2 separate regions of the Mus musculus genome follow, and region 1 is linked to region 2. The links are chromatin contacts, called in public HiChIP or PLAC-seq maps. All regions are on one chromosome and are shown on one strand. The core of a region is the stretch at or near the end of the contact, and the rest is flanking DNA. Distances in the headings are between cores, read along the strand shown.

Region 1 (3,734 bases), core at 262-2,761, 130 kb after region 2:
CCTCCAGAATTAGAGAGGTTGAAATATTTCACACAGTCCTCAGGTGACTGTATTTTTATTTATTCTTCCTTTCAGTCTTCCATTTGCATTTCACCAGCGTATATTCTAAGGCCAGATTTTCAAATTCTTTTATGCTTCTGCAGTCTATGATTTATTCTTAATCCTGTCTAGTGGGTTTTGTGCCTATCCACATGAGCAGAGGCCCTGATTTTACATGTCACATCCTTTTTCTCATTGTGTTTATGATTTCTTTTAGGTCTTTGAACATATTGAGCACTTGTAAAATAGTTTTAAAGAAATGACCTAATTCTGACATTTCTTTTTCTGTTGAGTTTTTTTTTTTCTTCTGTGTGTTGTGAGTCATAGTCTTAGAATATTTTGTACATCTAAAATATTTCACACTTTCTGAGGTTTTTTTTTTAATTGAGGGCTTGATTTTGTTACAGTGTCTAAACATTTTTAAATGACATTGTTCTGACACTCAGTTGAGGTACTTGTGGGTAATAGTGATCCTTCCAATGCTATTTTTTCCCCTAAAGACTATTAAAAATATTTTATATGTATATTTTGTCTGCACATATGTCTGTGCACATTTTGTCTGCATATGTATGTCTGTCATATCTGTATGTCATGGAATCCAGAGAGAGCACTGGATCCATGGAATTGAAATTGCAAACAGTGAGGAGCCATCACTGGTGCTGAGAATTGAACCTGGGTCCTCGGGGAATACAGCCAGTGGGGAACACAGTATACAAACTTGATTTTTCTGAATTGTTGAGAAAATGGTAGCCTTATGGATTTTTATTGTTTGTGAATTTGATATTTCAGGGGAAAAACAACATTATTAAAGGTTTTTCAGGCTTTCTGCTTGATCCTCTGTGAGGGTATATGTATATGCATGCAAATGTGGTTATACTTAGTCATATGAGTTTATAAATTTTTCAGATTACTTATAGAAACTAGGCATTTTAAATGCTTTAAGCTCTTTATCACAATATATATTTTTTAAAAGATAGACCGTTGTTCAAGTATAACCATACTATCAAGAATATTCTATCCTTGTGTACTGGTTAGTCTTTGCCATGGTAACATGAACAACAGTAACCTGGGAAGAGGGAACCTCAGATGAGTAGTTGCCCCCATTGGATAGATTTGTAGGCATAAGCACATGGCATTTTCTTGACTGATGGTTGATGAGGGAGGTCTAAGTCCAGTGTGAGTGGTGCCACCCATGGACAGTTCTGGTTCTCGGTTGTATCAGAAATCCAAGTGAACAAGCCATAGAGATCAAGTCAGTAAGCAGCATTACTCCATGGCCTCTGCTTCATATTTTGTCTCCAGTTTCTGCCCTTACTCTCCTTCATAATGAACTGTAACATTGAAATAAACCCTTCCTATTCAAGGTTGGTTTTGGACATGGTGTTCATCACAGCAACAGAAACTGAGAGATCTTGATAATCTGATGCCAAGTTGGACATTAAAGATGAGTGTTACTCATTTTTGATGTTATTATGAGTCACTGCTTTGGCACTCTTTATTGAGACTCTCTCCATCTTAAATACCAAACAGAGTTGCTCTGGATGTCAAATTCCAGCAAATTTTATCCTCTTGGTTGGTGGAAGTTGCATGCCTTCTATATTTCAGACATGTAGTTTTTTTTTTTCATTTTTTATTTTAGCTAGCACGTGCCCTTATGGTATCCCATCCAATCACCAAAAAGTTCAAATGCAGCATTTCTTTTCAGAGCTTCCCACTTTTGATGGGGCATAATCCGTTGAGGTTGGTAATCACCTCTCGTTCTAGCCACTGATGCTTACTTAAGTCTTTCAATGTGTGTTCATCATGTCCTTTCTGTTACCCGATGTAGCATGCTTGATCTTTGACCCAGAGTGAAAGAAAACACTAGAATTGAGGAAAGGAGATGATAGCACAGGGCTAAAAGGTTGTCCTTACGCAGGGTCATGCCTGAGTTATTCTCAGTGGTTTTGCTTTCACATTGTGGATCTAAGCAGCTTCAGGTGGGTAAGGAAGAAGAATCAGGAAGTTTGATCCACCGTAGCTCAGTGCTCATTTCCTCCAGTGGTTCCAGGTGAACAAGAGGACAAACTTGCTCTGCTGAGCTATAGAACTTGAAAGAAGGATTGCATCAGGGGGAAGGTGGTAAAAGGCAATTTTTCATGGAAAAAGATACTGAGTGGAATATCTGTCTTTCCTTTATCTTCTCCATGCACCGTTGGCAAGCATTGCTGCTCCCTTGATTTAAACCTTTGCATCTCAGCAATTTGTCTATTAGGAGAAAATCCTGGTAGAACCTGGCTAGTGATTTAGCTCAGATAAAGATCGGCAAGGCGATATAGACATGATTGAAACTGTATAGGAAGGAAGGATGCAAGATACTTTTAGTTTATACTTTGATCCCAGAAGACAAACATTAAGAATGCAGAGAAGCCATTTCGATATGAGATCGTGCATTGCTTTCTCTGTGAATTTCCATTTCTTCTAGCAGTGTGGAGGGGCTGTGTTGTGGAACACTCGTGTGGGGAAGCTGTAGTGTATGCTGGCACATCTGGAGGGAGAGCTTGCTCTCTTCTGGAGAGCCTTGCCTGTGTGTTATGACATCATTCCTTATAAAGGTAGAGATAGATTATTGTGCACATATAACATAATGAATTTATATGAGATATAGTGACTATCCCATGAGTGGGGGAACAAGACATAATTTGGAGTTGGAGCCTAGAGTGATTTATGAAGGTCATTGTCTTACAAGTTCAGATGTGTTCCATATGGCGTCGGAGAAAGCCCCTTATGTACTGTATGTATAAAACATATGTAGCAAATTAGTTTCACTTACATTTTTTTACCCCAAATATGTTTTGGTTTTTTAAAAAATGACAGTGTCTTTTGTTGATCAGGTCTCTAAAATACTATGCCCTTTTTTTTTTCCCTAAGAAAGGGACTATTTGTTAATAAGGATTGAAAGTTTTTAAATGAAACAGAGATAATTGAGTGTGAGCACCTTTGACACTGGGCCTTGTGTCTGGGCTGCCAGGGACTTCCATCTCATTGGATTTATGGCTTAACTTCTGTATCACGCTTAACGTGAGTGTGCGCGGCAGTGTGACCTTGTCTAGGAAGAGGAAAAATGGATTGTTCGTTTTCCAGCTGGAGTGTATTATGTTTCTATCTAATTGCATTTTCAAATAGATGTGAAGATGCAACTACTTCCACTTAAAAGGAAATTGCTCTACTTAAAGAAAAATGGAGAATGGCTTAGGAGTAATATTCAAAACTGAAAGTTTTTTTTTTGCCTAAAATAATAATCTTTTGTTTGTCTAAGGAGTGATCCTGTTGATGGATTTTTCTTTGCATCATTGTTTTGGTTGTGGAGACTTAGAAGGTACATGTCCCCAGTCTCCAGTCCTGTATCTCTAACCCTCTAGGAATTGTCTAACTCTGCAAAAACTCTTCACAGTAAGTATCTGTAGCTGCTTATTCCATTTGTAAAAATAAATTCATATTTCATCTGAAAATTTTGTCATACTTTAAACATTTGGAAATTCACAGGTGTGTCCAGACATTGTAAATACAACCCAAAGCAGGACACAACCTAAAGACTTAAGGAGTTTCTTTGGTTACTAGGTACATATCTGGCTGCATGTGTACACCCGATTTGTATATTCTTTATGTTGCTTATCAAAATCATTATTTTGATTATTATTTGGGTTATTTTGCGA
Region 2 (3,594 bases), core at 472-2,971:
TAAATCCTGAAGGCCCCTCCCAGTGTTTGATCCTCTGCCTCCTCCTCCTCCTTCCCCTAGGCTTCCTTGATCCCCAACTCATGCTGAACTCAGGATCCTCCATGTGAAGCAGGTACTCCTATTACTGAGCTACAACCCTGACCCTTCCACTCCCCCACAACCCCTGACGAAGACCGGAGTCTTCACGATGACCACAATAACGTGTGTTTCTGGCTTCTTTGGATGAATCATTAGTATCCATGACTGGGTCCTTCCTGGGTGTAGATTCTGATTAGTTAAGTTTTCTCATGCATTACTAAAGGATCAAGAAATATCTCACAGACCTCAAAGTTACCATCATTCACTACCCCCAGACAGCATAGCTGTGAGCACCTTGCTACTGCTAAAATAATCTCTTTAGCCCTACCCTTGCAGTATGACAATGTGGGTGTTGTTTAATAGTTCATGGGAAAATTTGATCAATTCTCCCCAAAATTCCACTGTTATGCTGGCTGAGAGAGAATGGTAAAAAAAGGAATAGACTCCTGACATTCTCTCTGTCCTCATGCTGTGAAACTTTATAGGTTTTTGATGCTTCTGATTATGGTTAATAGGGTCTCCGTATTAGGTGACAACAGTTCTTATTATTGGGCATGGTTGATGTCCGGCCAGATGAGAAGCAACTGATGGCCTGTCCTTATCATTTCTTCACGCTTCTGCTCGGTGTCTTTCCTTATGGAGGATGAGGGAGGGATGTTTAAACGTCAAAACGTACAAATCACAGGAATCAGTTCTCTGAATGTAGGTGACTACTCTGTTTTGACAGCATTGTTAGTTGTTATGAGCAGCATGCATTTATATATCCAAATGACATAAAATTAAAAGAATTTGTTCCAACATAAGTGTGCTGACTTCCATATCTAACATCTTGCTGGTGCTATTTAAAGAAGTCAGGGATTTCCTTTGTACTTGGAACAGATAACCCTAATCAGAGTACTAGTAAGACGATGCCCAAATCTGAAGTAATAAAACCCAAACTCAGTTTAATATGACAAATTCATAGTGAATGCCTTTGATGAGGAAGGATAGGATCTCATGTTTATGAAGATTAAAATGCTTTGAAAACACAAGTAGACACTTTCAAGATTGTCCTTATATCTCATCTCAATACATTTGTGGAACAGCCTATAAAATTCACCCTATACACATATACAAAGCAGTGTGTTTGGTAATGACTCATATAATAGTGTCTGCAATGTGGTTTCTATTATCAGTATATTCCTCATCTGCTAGTAACTTTCTCTAAATTCAATTTTTTTTTTTTTAGGTTGAAATTTTCCATGCCTCATTTAAGCTTAAAGCTATTTAAAAATTAATTTTTAAAGTCTCAGGGCAGTTACTGGGCCTACCACAGAAACCTTTTCTAATTCTAGTAAAGGCAAGAGAAGAAACAAAGAGAAGTCTTTGTGTATAGTGGAAGACATTTATGCCTGTAACTGGATCCCTGAAGCCCACATAGTCTATGTCTATGATCGCAGCATCCTTGCAGCCTGTACCTACCATCACTTCACCTATGTAGCTCACACCTCTGGCCAATGAGTTGAACTCATTTCCTAAAGCAACTGGAGTAGGCTCCCTGAGACCTGAGGAGTCTCGAGCATTGCATAGCTGGTCTTTTGCATGGAAGCAGAGCTTATAAACATCCTTAGAGATCAGATGCCCATTACACTGCAGTGCATCCGGTCAGCTGGTAATTATGATGAATCACGGTGTCATAGCTCAGGCCTCTGCTACGTCCTTCTCTTCTCTCCTTTACTCTGTGGCAAATAAAATAATTTTAAAAAATTGGAAGTGTTTTTACTTCCACAAGATGTGAGCAATTATAAAATCTTTTTCATGCTTTTTATTGAAAAAAAAAAAAGACACCCCTGATGTCCAAGCTGGTCTGCAAGTTCTATACTTGGTCTTAGATCTATCTATCTATCTATGTCCTTACCTATCTGGAGGCAAAATAAACACATGTGCAGCAGGAAGGGCTTTGCTTGCTGAAGCTTGTTGTTGTATGAGGAGAGATGGTTATTGAGGACAAAAAGAACCAGAGGAGAGAAACCACAGGTTCGTCTCCTTCTGGACCCACATAAGAAAAGTGACATCTCTTTATCTAACATTTTCTTGTGTCATGAATCTTTACCTCATGCTTGCTTTAAACTTTATTTTTACCACATGCCATTAAAAACTCATCACTTTTGAAACCATGTAGCTTAGTATTTACTTAAAAAAAAAAAGAGGCAACTATCAACTTGCCCTGGGGCTTTTAAAAAGACGACTTATTACTTCTGCCTTCCTGAAGGTGTAGCCATGTGTCTATCTGAGTTTGTGTCTGTTTGTTCTCTTCCTGTAGGTCCCCCATGTAGACATAGACATATATATCCGTGTAGGTTCACAATTTCCCTCAAGAAAGAAAGAGAATTTTGTAATGAAAAACAACATTTTCTGTGGCTTTATGCCAAGATACCGGATCCTTTTTTTTTCAGTTGATGTATCCTAACGATACATCCTCTGTCAGGCAAAAAAACTCTGTGAACACTGCATGATGTCTCTTCCAAGTACCACATCCGCCTCCGCCTTGTAGGGTTCAGATCTGGGTAACATTGTCTCTTAGACCCTCTCGAATATTCAATGACAAACTGGAATCTGTTGTTTGGGTGTGTGTGTGTGTGTGTGTGTGTGTGTGTGTGTGTGTGTGTGTGTGAACATAACTAGCAACAACAGCAATAACAAGAGTTTTTCTTCACAAGAATTTGAATCACAATCTCCCTGGAGAAATTTACTGGCTTTCTCTCTAGTTGGAGCCTAACTTACCATTTCTTTCCTCAGTTCAGTTAGACACTGTTGGCCATGATTTGATCAGGTTTAGGTTTGAGAAGGGAGAATACATAGTCTATGTTTCCTTTCATCTTTAGCTCCGGGTTGTCGGCAATTGAACTCTGGTAGAACTTTCTAGGATAATTAGGAACATTTGGCAACCTGCTTCCTCGCATCTTGTGGCTTAGCTGGGGAAATGTGTTTTGTGTGACTGAGAAATAGACTTTTAAATATCATTTAAATGCAATTAATTCTGATTTAAATAGGTGCATGACCAGGGACCACTTTATTTTACATCTCAAGGGTAGAGAATTGAAATCTTAAAAACTGCCCAGGGATTTTTTTTGGCAAAATGACGTTTAGTGTCTACTGCTACTAATAAATAGCTCCAAACCTCATGGCTATGAACAGTATTTTGTTGCTTTTTCTTAGGGTTTCGTGGATTGGCTGTGCTCAGGTTTCACCTCAGCTCCCTGCTGTGTATCAATCAGGTGGGGTTGGCTCCATCTGCTGTGGTCCTTGGACATAAGGCAATAAGGACTCTCCACTTTTTGTCAGATCCCTGGACTGCTTTGTCTGGACCACGTTGGGACTACCCTGGCATCTTGTCTCCAAGAGAGCTTCCATGTGTGACCACTGTTGTTTTTGCTCGTAATATGGCAAACCCAGAAAGTTAAGATTCTTACAAAATGTCTAGCTTCCCCAATGTTCATATTTCAAGAGTTGGGAAGCTAATGACGTCATGTTTTT

The links. HiChIP or PLAC-seq counts read pairs in DNA pulled down with a chosen protein or histone mark.
Region 1: a CTCF HiChIP or PLAC-seq map of the NIH/3T3 cell line shows a contact between it and region 2, with 9 read pairs. The contact joins two enhancer-like sites. A contact is called at or near these places in 1 of 15 datasets of contacts at CTCF or cohesin (the NIH/3T3 cell line), 1 of 484 Hi-C or Micro-C datasets (embryonic fibroblasts) and 2 of 115 datasets of contacts at active chromatin or transcription factors (bone marrow-derived dendritic cells and a colorectal cancer cell line).

Annotation. Positions count from the first base shown.
Region 1 is chr3:131,792,735-131,796,468 of GRCm38.p6, forward strand. No RefSeq gene overlaps it. Among named protein-coding and RNA genes, the nearest start is that of Gm29865, 98 kb to the right of the region's middle. Within about 2 kb of position 1,512, at least 12 of the 459 cell types and tissues checked have an H3K27ac peak or open chromatin away from gene starts, as enhancers often do. A contact at or near this core is called in the NIH/3T3 cell line and a colorectal cancer cell line, where this site is marked.
Region 2 is chr3:131,659,115-131,662,708 of GRCm38.p6, forward strand. No RefSeq gene overlaps it. Among named protein-coding and RNA genes, the nearest start is that of Gm36917, 73 kb to the left of the region's middle. Within about 2 kb of position 1,722, at least 12 of the 459 cell types and tissues checked have an H3K27ac peak or open chromatin away from gene starts, as enhancers often do. A contact at or near this core is called in the NIH/3T3 cell line and a colorectal cancer cell line, where this site is marked.